Linked DNA regions of Mus musculus: region 2 is linked to region 1. The links are chromatin contacts, called in public Micro-C maps. All regions are on one chromosome and are shown on one strand. The core of a region is the stretch at or near the end of the contact, and the rest is flanking DNA. Distances in the headings are between cores, read along the strand shown.

The links. A called contact is a pair of places that touch in the nucleus more often than the background predicts.
Region 2: a Micro-C map of embryonic stem cells shows a contact between it and region 1, with 2.6 times the contacts expected there. The contact joins the promoter of Fbxl4 here to the enhancer-like site in region 1. A contact is called at or near these places in 2 of 39 promoter capture datasets (3T3-L1-derived adipocytes and stem cell-derived epiblast-like cells), 2 of 484 Hi-C or Micro-C datasets (cortical neurons and embryonic stem cells) and 3 of 115 datasets of contacts at active chromatin or transcription factors (embryonic stem cells and epiblast stem cells).

The regions. Positions count from the first base shown.
Region 1 is chr4:22,279,335-22,285,627 of GRCm38.p6, reverse strand. No RefSeq gene overlaps it. Among named protein-coding and RNA genes, the nearest start is that of Fbxl4, 75 kb to the left of the region's middle. Within about 2 kb of position 2,512, at least 7 of the 459 cell types and tissues checked have an H3K27ac peak or open chromatin away from gene starts, as enhancers often do. A contact at or near this core is called in embryonic stem cells and epiblast stem cells, where this site is marked.
Region 2 is chr4:22,353,803-22,359,929 of GRCm38.p6, reverse strand. Fbxl4 (F-box and leucine-rich repeat protein 4) reads right to left here and starts at 2,387. Exons shown (of 9, transcript NM_172988.4): 1 at 2,249-2,387.

The DNA.
Region 1 (6,293 bases), core at 1,263-3,762:
CAGCACTACAGGGCTTGCTCTTTAGAAGCCCATTTTCATTCCTTTGTGATTTCCTTCCAACGCACATAGCTGCTCTCTAACAGGATCCTAAAGTCGCCACACTTGGCCAGGACCCAGAGTAGACAACACTGATCAAAGAGCACAACATCTTCTCAACAATGATGAGAACAGTTGTGTGCATTGTGATGGTTTGTGTGAAAATGACCCTCACAGTCATGGACCTTAGAGAACCTTGGAAATTTACCTTAGAATAAAAAGATAGAAAGCAGTACCCCAAATAAATGGATCCAGGAAGCAAGCTGTGTAGCCATTTTAATATCTGACAAAACAGACTTCAATACAAAACTATTGTTTGATAGGGAAGGGCACTACAAAGGAAAAATTCACCAAGGGGATACTGCAATTCTAAACATTTGTACACCAAACATAAGAACACTTACATTCATAAATGAAATACTTCTACAGCTAAAATCACATAATCTCACATAGTGATAATGAATAAATTCAATATCTCACTCTCATCAATACCAGGGTTAAATAATGTCATAAACTAAATAGACTAACATATATCTATAGAACATTCTACCCAAACACTAAAGAGTATGGGCTTTTCTCAGAAGCCCATGGAATCTTAGCCAAAATTGAGGACAAAATGGTCACAAAGCAAGTTTCAACAGACATAGAAAAACTGAAATAACACCTTCTAGCCTATAAGGACGCAAAGGACTAAAGCTAGATATCAGCAACAGTAGAGATGGCAGAAAGTATACAAACTGATGGAAGTTGAACAACTCACTGTTGAATAAAAACTGAATCAAGATAAAAATCAGGCAGGAAATTTAAAGGGTTTTAGAACTGAATGAAAATGAAATCACAATATTGTCAAAATATGGAACACAGTGAAGACGGGTCTAAGGGGGACCTTCAGAGTTCTAGATGCCTTTATCAAAAAACTAAGATGATTTTATGCTAGTAACTTGACACACCTGAAATATCAAGAAAAGCTTGAGCTAACATCCCAAAGGAGTCCTTGGTAAGGAATAATCAAATTCAGGCATGAAGTCAATAAAATAGAAACAACCAACAACTAAAATGCAAAGGATCAATGAAACGAAGAATTGGTTCTTTGAAAAATTAACAAGATTTACAACCCTTAGTCAAATTAACTATAAAGAGGGAAGATTCTAATTATTAAAGTTAGAGGTTAGAAAGGTTACATTACAATAGACACACATGAAATTCAGAGAATCACGAGGACATACTTTTAAATTCTGCATTCCACCAGACTAGAAAACCTGTATAAAATTTATGGATTTCTTCACACACACATTTACTTATATGTATTTATTTACTTACTGAAGTAAAATCAAAATCATATGAGCAATTTAAACACACCCATAATTCTTAGTGAAATATAAGCAGTAATTAATTCAAGCAAAGTCTAGAGAAAGGGAAAATATTTTTGCCAATTATGCATATGATACAGAGTTAGTATTTAGAATATGTAAAGAACTAAAAAGAAAATGAATATCAAAAAAACCAAACAACACAATGAAAACAGGAATAGAGAAATAAACTGGGAGTTCTCAAAACACAAGTAACCTGAAGCTCTTAAAGAAAAGCTACCCATCCATTGCCCCAGGGGAATGTCTTACCTCAAAATGACTAGGATCAATAGAATGAAGGACAGCTCATGCTGTCAAGGATGTGGGGAAGGAGAGTACTTACCATTGCTGGTGGGAGTGACAATGCGTATAGACACCCGGGAAATCAGTACGGAGGTTCCTCAAAAAGCTGAAAATTAATATACAAGATCCAGCTATACCACCTTTGGGCGTATACCCAAAATTCTCTATATTTTACTCTAGAACTATGTACTCATCCATGTTCACTACTGCTCTATTCATAATAGCCAGAAATTAGAAATAGCCTAGATATCCATCTGCTGATGAATAGATGATGAAAATGTACATTTCCACAATGGAATATAATCAAGCTTTAAAAAGAGAGAAAAATTATAAAATTTAAAGTTCTGCTGTTTCAAAATAATACAACATTCCCTGAAACAAACCTTCTTGCTTCTATAGTATTTAGACTGCAATGTCCTCCTGATAACTGTCTCCCATCCCACACTTATTTCTAATTTCTCTTGGTACTTTCATAGTTCAATGTTAGATCCTTGGGATTGCAGCAGATCATATTGTTACAGTAATAATAATAAGTGATCTTATTATCTCCCTTGGCATTCAAGTGTTGGAAATGTAATAACCAATGCAACACTGTTGAGCAGTGGTGGGGACAGAGAGACACGGGTTTCTGCCCCTGGAACAGGGCTCTGGTGTCGGCCTCCATGAGTGTAGATGATTGTTGTGGGTGTAAGGCTAGTTTGTATAATAGTATACATATTTTCTGGAACCCCTGCTGGCAGTGGAGGACTCTTTCCTTCAGAGGAAAGTCCTCCTGATTAAGGTTCATGATTCCATGATAATTAGAAACAGCAGGAGTTGAGGGTGTGGCTATGACTCAGCAAAGTAGACCTGAGAGCTTTGGGACAGCCCTTAAAGCTATGAGAAGGAGCTCTAAATACATTCGCTCAAAAATTTATATTTTCTCAATTATGTAAAAAATAAAGATGCAATATGAATCATAAGAGGAGCTTCACAAATCTAAAGGAACAAAAGCAGCTTTGCTGTAAGCCAACTTGTATGGAAATTACCCAGGAAGAAGATAAGAGATTTAGGGAGTGGGGATTGCATAAGTCCCACATAGATGAGTTTTCTGTTTATGCTTTCAAAGGCAGATAGATTCTTGAGTTCAGGGTCAGCCTAGGAAAGAGAGATGTTAGCCTCAGGCGTGGTGGAAATGGTAGCTGCAGGGCAGGGTTCCATTCTACTAGTTTACCTTCTGTTCTTAACAAAGGAAGACAGATCTCTGAATTCTTTTGGAATGATAAGAAAAAAAGATATGCTTGCTGTCTCCTAAAAACCAAAGGGTTGGCCTCACAGGATGTGATGTGGAATTATAAGGCAATCAAAAGGAAACCTGGAGTAAATGACTGGATTGATATGTAAATAAAAGACTGGACCTGTGTTCTGCAGGAGAGGAGCTATTCAGAGAATTTTTTTAAGATAAAAGAGAGAACAGCTTGGAGAACTGACACAAGCAAGCAGGACATGGATAGAGATCTCCAGAAAGTTGAACCTAGACAGACGCAGGCTGGAACAAGGTTGTATGAAGCAGAACACAGGTCGTCTTCCAGTTGTTCTTTTCAGCAGTCCCAGACACCCCTTCTCTCAGAACCCTTCTCCAAGCTAAGGCTGATCCTTGGCAGAATGGGACCTCTAGGACGTGATCTTGTCATGAAAAGGGTGTTTGATTTGCAGGGTGTGGCCATTGCAGGCTAGGTTACTATTTCAAGGCCGGTCATTGCACAGTAAGTTACTATTGGTTGTTTTTTGCTCTTTCTCTTTTACTTTCCGCCATGGAAGGTGGTCATAAGAATTCCCCACCAGACATTGGCCACTTAACATTGGATTTCACTACCATCAAAACTATGAGAAATGGTTCTTCTTTTTCTTTTTTAAGTTAGCCAATCAATGGTATTCCATCATAGCAATGCAAGTGAACAAAATGAATGGTTTGAATCATGGCTGTCTTTTTTTTTTTTTTTTTCTAAATTACAGCCTTCCCAAAGACAAAAGACAGAGCATGAGTTCTCACTACAGCCTTCCAGGACTACCTGCTGATAGAAGGCTTATATCTACACCATATAACCTTATGACATTCCAAGTCTATCTTCTCTTCCATAACAGGATAACTTTATAAGCCTGTTGTTAAAAATTCAGCGAAATAATAAAGGTGAAGTACAAGGCTTGGTGTTTGATATGAAAACTACTATTCACAAAATGCTCAATATTGCTTTGAATGACATTCAGTAAATTTACTGAGTTAATAACAATTGAATTAATAACTTAACTGAATCAATCACTTAATTCAATTAATAACAAACATCAGTAACAATGGGTGGCTGCTCCGTGCCAAGTGCTATTGAAAAACCACTACACTTATTATTTCATTGTATTCTTCCAACACCAAGAGGAGGGTGTATTATCAAGTCTATTTACTGAGAAGAAAGCTGAAGGAAAAGAAAGCAAAGCCACTACTTGTTCAGAGTCACACCACAGTTAAAGAGAAAAACACCAGAAAGCTCTTCCTACCACGCATGTTCCTGTTTCCAAGGCATTTGTTGTAAAAGCTTTCCTGTCTTTAGCACCCTATTTTCTGACCCACATAGAACTGTGAAAAAACAGTATCATCTTACATTACAACTTTGCTTTACAGATCTCTAAATAATTTTTTGGAAGCACAATAAGATAACAAAGGGATGCTAATATCATCACATTATCTACTAAACTCAATAGTGTCACTTGCATAAGATCATCTTGTTATTTTCTTTAAAAACAAATTTTATTTTTTAAAATATTTGTACATGTTTAAAGAATATGGTACAGAAATCTCCCATCTAAGTACTAACAAGGTCCAGCCCTGCTTAGCTTCCACAATTGGACACATTTCAAAATGGTATGGCCATAGATGAGTTTGCTAATCTAATAGAAACATATAAAAAGGCCAGATTAACATCCCACCTGCTTTAACATTAATCATCTCTGTGTTTGAAGCCTGTTGAACTCTTCCATTTGTTTTGGACTATATCATAGCATTTTGTCAACTATAGTTACTCCACTGTGCCATGGATCACCAGAGCCCAAATCCTTCCCACCCATGCTCTTCACCCTTTCCATTTCCAGATCACTTGTTTTCCCCTTCCCAGCCTTTACTGACAACTATTCTATCTCTCCTATGATACTGCTTGGCGTAACTTTCATAGTGTTATGAAAGGATGTAGTGTAGAAGTGTAGAAGTATGCAGCTTCATGTTTATCTATTCTCACAAAGCACATGTGCACACACAACCACACAAAGGTTTTACCTTCATTAGACAGACACAAATTTAGATATCCTAAATTCTGCACTGACCTGTGCTCATAATCATCATTAATTCAGCAGCATACATAGATTTTGAATTTGATCCGTAAATAGAGCCTATATATTGCTTACTAAGGTCTTTAACAAAAATACCCTGGGGCTAGATACGTGGATCACTGGTTAAGAGTTCTTAAAGAGGACCAAAGTCCAGGTCCCGGCACCCACATCAGATGATTCACAACTGACTACAACTCTAGTTCCATGGGATCCAATCTCTCTGGCCTCCATCCCTCCTATAACATGTACATACCCACATGCACATACATACGTGTACACACACACACACATACACACACACACATTCATACTTTAAAATAATAAATAAATCTTAGGCTACAGAGATGGCTCAACAGTTTCGAATTCATAATACTCTTGCAGAAGAACCAAGGTCATTTTCCAGAACCGAGTTGAGTGGCTTATAATTGCCTGTTAATCTACCTCCAGGAGGATATGATGACCTCTATACTTACATATACATATACATATATATATATACTTACATACACACACACACACACACGAAACATACACACAATTAAAAGAATATAAGTCTTTAATATGTAAATAAACCTTTTTTCAAGTTTGACAAAATGTATTGGAATGTTAGTAAAGACATTAGCTCAGTCGCCTCTCTCCTTAGGTTAATCCATCATTGAGTCAAGTAAAGAATATGTGGGCGAAATGTTATTTAAACAAATAATAAAAAGAACAAGTGGACAGTTTGACTACATAAAAGTTACATTTATGTTCCTTAGTACATAATGTACTTTAGTACATAAATGTGTGCCTTTCCACTGTTTTACTTGGGGCTGATTAAGTAAACGTAAATGTAATGAACAAAGTGTTAGAAATGTCCATAGGCTGCATCTTGGAAGTTAGTACATTTTTTAAAAAAATGCCTAGTGAATAATTACCACCACGGATATTCACTAAAGCTTCCTCCAAATTTAGCATTACAATTTTCAAGGAAATTTTACCATTTAATAATCTGTGTCTATTAAAGATGCATTTAACTGTCATATTAAAAGAAAACCCATATATGATACAAAAGTAGAAAACAAACATCCTGCTGTAAGGATCCATGGTTCTCGAAAGAATGACACCCCAGACTTAAATAGTATGTAAACACAAAGAGTGTCTTCTTCGCAGGAAGTTCAGCATGCTGGAGTCTCCCATTACCAAGATAGAGAGACACCCAAGTGAGCTTGTAGGCCTGATTTAAAGCACATTAGGAAATTCTAGGGTAGT
Region 2 (6,127 bases), core at 1,138-3,637, 74 kb before region 1:
GCACAGGATTTAAAAACTTACAAACTATTTACCCTTGGAATTTTCCACTTAATATCTTCAAACTAAGACTAACTGACACCAAGCAAAGAGACATAAGAAATAAGAAACAGCTATTCACATGCAGAAATGGCCTAGTAATTTCACATACAATAGAAATAAATGTGTAGTGTTCTAAATACTAAGAGAGAATTGGCTCAGTATTAGGTTGCTCCTAAAATAATGAGCCAAAAAAGCCTTTGAAAGGTAAGATGGCATGTGCATCTATGTAAAGACACATTCACCAGTGATGACTACTAAGTAGAAGCTGCAGAAAGCTATACCACACACTATATGAAACACACGTATACACATTTCTATCTGGAAAGAGCAAAGTACTAAGCAGTGATTATTATTTACACATCTACTACATCAGCACAGGAATTTGATTCTGTTTGTGATACCTTGTTGGAATGGTGAAACTCAAAGGGATATCTGAGAGCTTGAGCATTGAGCTTGCCTGGGCTGAAAGCAGGTATAGAATGTTGTTATGTTATCACTGATAACGGCCAACAGGACACTGCACACACGAAGAGAAGATCCCAAGTCAACAGACGTGCGACTGGGAATCAGTTTCTATGTGGAACAACTCGACAGGGTAAACGGGGTGAGCAAAAAGACAGCTTATTTAAGAATTTGGCCATTAATTCACCTGACCAAAGGAAAGGCAAATTTACAAATTTCAAAAACTGGCAAGGCATTTTAGAGGGAGGGGCGAGACACAAGGGAATTCAACTCAGTGCAGTTCTTCATACCTTTAGCCCCATCTCTCAGGGGCCAGGGCCAACAAGACCTCTAAGAGAGCCCAGCCAAGGCTACATTGAGAGCTCTACCTCAACACTCAAACACAAAAGGAATCCAACCTGCCCTCAACTAAATGTTCATTACAAAAATATCCACTGATGTTCATGATATGTCAGACAAGGTTTGAATCGCCACACACTGTAAAGCTGGAGAAACAAGAGCAGCATGGCATTACCACAGGAAGTAGGTCACTGCTAGCAGTTCAGAAGGTCTCAAGAATACACGGGCGCCAAGTGTTCACCATATACCAGCACTTGACAGGAAGAAAAAGAACAGAACTCGACAAATTGGGATGAAGTCATTGGCCAGTAATAACCAAGAAGGCACAGCATTATTTATCTCACACCAAAGTTGAGTAAGACAACAAACCATGGGGCACGTGCACGGAGGGGGGTGGGGGTTAGTCACAATCCATATTATGAAAGACCCAAGAGGACTCCAAACTTAGAACAGCGAAGACGGCAAATAGTAACGCTTCCAAGCTGAGAAGACTGGGCAGTGGCTTGGTAAAGATTCGACGACCATATTTGAAAGCAAAACATCAGCTGTAAACAACACTGTAAGACAGCAGCAACAGGACCACAAACAACCAGGTCTTAGGCCCTGACCTCTCTGACTTTGAAAACAAAGACGGAATAGGGTTCAAAAGAGCCAAAACGTGGGACAGGAATTTTTCAAATTGGTACGCAAGTCTGGAAATAATGGAATTCAATGACTACTCAAGACTGTCTAATTCTTAGCGCCACTAGATGAGACTTCACTTCCACCCAAGACTTACTCCAAGACAGAGGAGTGCGAGGGACCCTGTACTCATTAATCGTGTAGGACGAGAGAGTGGGCAAGATAAGCAGTGTGCCTGCCTTAGGATCTCCTCAGAGTGTGCGCAGGAAGCAGAGGGAGCAGGTGGCTCCCAACAGAGCAGACCAGTGGGCCACAGCCAGCTAACTTCCTGACCCTTTGTGGATTACAAGTAGAACTGACTGCTGACAGCTCTGGGACTAAGAGCACTTGGGAAGCCGATGAAATGCAGAACCAACCCCATCGCCAAACATAGTTGACAAGTGGCTGGGCCCACCCCAGACGATGGAAAGAAGGCTGCAGCCTGGCATCTCCTGGCTCGAGCCTGCCTGGACAGAAACCTTCCCGCGTGAGAGGGAAGTCAGGGCTGCGCAGCCTGCAGGCCCAGCGTCCGCAGCTCGCCGTGAGCGTGCCAGGCCCAAGAGAGCCGCGACAGGAGGCGGCGGCACCCACGTCCGGTCTCCGCCAGCACAGCGGCGCAGCACCATAGGCACGCGTGGGCCCAGAGCCTCCGCCCCGCGCTCCCCAGAGTGGCGCGCGCCCGGCCCCGCCCACGCCGAGGGGGGAACGTCGAGACCTTGAAGAGGGAGGAAGGAAGAAAGCGCCGTACCCTGCAGGGTCCGGAACTGGGCGAACAGAGCTTCGCCGCAAGCCCGCAGCGTGGGCAGCAGGAGACGGCTCCCAGTATCCCGTGCTGCTGCCGCGGCGGCGGGCCCGGCCCAGCGCGACCCGGAAGGAAGACCGAGGCCGGGAGGCGGGGCGGGGCCGGAGGCGGGGCGGGGCCTGGCGAAGGGCGGGGCCAGGGTCGGGCTGGCTGCTGCCGGATTGCCCTGGTTGTTTGAGCTGATTAGCCAGGCCAGTGGTGCTTTAGAAATGGCCTGTTTGCTCGGGGACTGGCAGCGGGTTGCAGAACCTTTACGCTACTCATCCTGCCAAAGATAGCCCTCCAGAAGTAATGTAGTTCTGCTGGAGCTTCTTCGGACTTGGTGACTCAACCCAAGTATTATGCAAAAAAGCACTTCAGCACAGGAGCACTAGAAAGAGAACTTCTAGAGCAGTAAAAGTTCTCAGCAGGCACAATCCACCAATTAATATACAAATTCTTCAGCCCTCAGAAACAAACCTTCCCTGCAGGCGCATATTCACCTGACCACCTGTGATGAAGATGCTGTCACGGGTCTCCCTTAAGTCTCCATTTCTTTTCAAATGAACCTTTCTTCAGTTGTCGTTACATCTGTCTTTCCACAAGGTTTCCATTAATAAAAAAAAACTTTAAGATTTATTTTAATTTTTTATTAATCTGTGTGTGTGTGTGTGTGTGTGTGTGTGTGCTGTTCATGCGCACACATGTGTTCAGGTGCCATTGAAGGCAGAAGAGATCAGATATCCTGGAGCTGAAATTACAGGCATTTGTGAGCTGTCAGAAGTGGATTCTGGGAACCAAACAGGGTCTCTGAAAGAGCTGTCTCTCCAGCCCTATTTATGGGAAACTCAATAATATGCTGAACCACTCATGATTTCCAATTTTCTCTTGAAGAAGCAAAATAGAAAGAATACTTGTTAATTTTATGTTACTTTCTTTTCCATCGCTGTAACAAAACATCACAGCCAAAACAATGAGACTTGGGATTCCAGATGGTTAAGAATCACTTACATACCCGGAGCACTGCAGCAAGCACCAGGTATGGTGGCACAAACAACTAAGAGCTCACATCTCCAACTGCAAACAACGAAGTACAAAGAACCAACTCGAAACAGGTAAGTCTTTGATCTGTCAAAGCCAGGCCCAATGACTGACTTCCATCAGCAAAGCCATACCTCCTCCACCTCCCCAAACAGACCAACTAGGAACCACATATTGAAAGGCCCCAGCATATAAAAGTATCTCATCCAGACCACCACATGAAGTGAAACAATTATGCTATGCTGTGTAATCTACACAAAAGTGAAATTTTAATCAAAAACTTCAAACTCAATTTCCATCTTCCATTCTTAACTGTGACACTATCTGGTGAGCTAGGTTCTAAAAGGAGAGGGTTAGAACTGGGTGTGGTGGAGCATGTCTTTAATCCCAGCCATTGGGGGGCAGAGGCAGGCAGATGTCAGTGAGTTCAAGGCCAGCAGGAAGAGCATTCCATCTCTTTAACACCAAGGGCAGCTGTGAGGTCAGCTTGTCTGTCATCTCAATCTGTTCATCACAGAGTTTTTGTAAATCTGAATATTTATTCTAAAATAAAATCTGTGTTTAAATCATGCTAATTTATTAAAAATAAAAAACCTGACCCTTTTATATTTTCTGATAAGACTTCAGTTAATGCGTATAAAGAACTCAAACTCCATTTAAACTACAGAAGTTACTCATTCTAAAATGAAGTGTGTGTTTTTAAGCAAAGACCTTCATTTAGTCTTTTATTCACTCTCCACACTTCTTTCTTCACTATATTTATTTTTTTTAATTTAATTTTTTTTTTTTTACTTATTCACTTTACATCCTGCTGATTGCCCCACTCTTGGTTATCCCCTCCCACAATCCTTCTCCCATCCCTTCCTCCCCTTCTCCTCTGAGAGGGTAGAGGCCCTCTAGGTATTTCCCAACCCTGGCACTTCTGCGAGGCTAATCACTCCCTCTCCAATTGAAGCCAGATAAGGCAGCCCAGCTAGAAAATATCCCACAGACGGGCAATAGCTTTGGGGATAGCATCCGCTCTAGTTGGTTAGGACACACATGAAGACAAGCTGTAAATCTGCTACATGTGTGTGGGAAGGCCTAGGTCCAGCCTGTGTATCTTCTTTGGTTGGTAGTTCAGACTCTGAGAACCTCAAGTGTCCTGGTTAGTTGACTCTGTTGGTCTTCCTGTGGAGTTCCTATCCCCTTCAGGGCTGCAATCCTTCCTCCCTTTCTTCCATAAGAGTCTCCAAGCTCCATCCACTGTTTGGCTGTGGGTGTCTGCATCTGTCTGAGTCAGCTGCTGGGTGGAGACTCTCAGAGGACAACATGCTCCTGTCTACAAGCATAACAGAATATCATTAAGTATCAACGGTTGGTGCTCACCCATGGGATGGGCCCCAAGTTGAAGTATGGTTTCTAACTGAAACGTAAAGCATATTCAGAAAAGGACACAAAAGCTGGATGTAGTGGATGTCCATCGGTAATCCGAGCACTTGGGAGACAGGTAGAAGGACCAGGAATTCGAGGAAAGTCTCAGTTACACAGCAAAGTCAGTGCCTTCCTGCAATAAATGAGTTAGACTTTGTCTTCAAAAAGGAAAAATATAGAGAGGAACGGGAAAGGGAAAAAAGAAACTGACACAAAAATAACTGTACAGTTGGATAAAAATAGGTACACACTCACACAATCAGTCCTCAGATAAAAACTGGATAATTACTGGTGAGAAGTCCCCATATGTCCTTCTGATCTTTTCCCATTGCCCTGTCCCCAAAGTTAGCATTATTCTGACTTTTTAAAAAAGAGTGTTTGCTCAAAACAACCCTGAGATTCCACCTTACAGCAGTCAAAATGACTAAGATCAAAAACTCAAGTGACAGCAGATGCTGGCAAAGATGAAGAGAAAGAGGAACACTTTTCCACTGCTGGTGGAATTGCAAGCTGGTACAACCACTCTGGAAATCAGTCTGGCTGTTCCCTAGAAAAGTGGACATAGTACTACTGGAAGATTCAGCTATACCACTCCTGAGCATATACCCAGAAGATGCTCCAACATGTAATAAGGATACATGTTCCACTGTGTTCATAGCAGTCTTATTTATAATAGCCAGAAGATGGAAAGAACCCAGATGTCCCTCAACAGAGGAATAGATACAAAAAATGTGGTACATTTACACAATGGAATACTACTCAGCTATTAAAAACAATGAATTAATGAAATTCTTAGGCAAATTGATGGAACTAGAAAATATCATCCCGAATGAGGTAATCCAATCTCAAAAGAACATGCATAGTATGCACTCACTAATAAGTGAATATTAGCCCCAAAGCTCCAAATACCCAGAATACAATTCACAGACCACATGAAGCTCAACAAGAAGGAAGACCAAAGTGTGGGTGATTCCGTCCTTCTTAGAAGGAGAACAAAATATTCAAGGAGCAAATATGGAGATAAAGTGTAGAGCAGAGACTAAAGGAAAGGCCACCCAGAAACTATCCCATGGGGACTCATCCCACATACAGTTACCAAACCCAGACACTACTGTGGATGCCAAGAAATGCATGCTGAAAGGAGCCTGATATGGTTTGTCGCCTCTGATTCTGACCAGCAGAAAGGAACGACGACACTAAGTTCTTCTCAAAGCAGTTTATTCAGGAACCTTTCAACATGCATGCAGAAATCAATCTCTCCAGCAAAAAACAACAACCACCTGCCCTCAATCGCAATCCCTTATATAACCCCTCAACCATGCCCCATCAGCCCAGTCCACATAACAGCAGTCCATTGGCCAGAATCATCACTTGTCATATGGTCTGATCTTG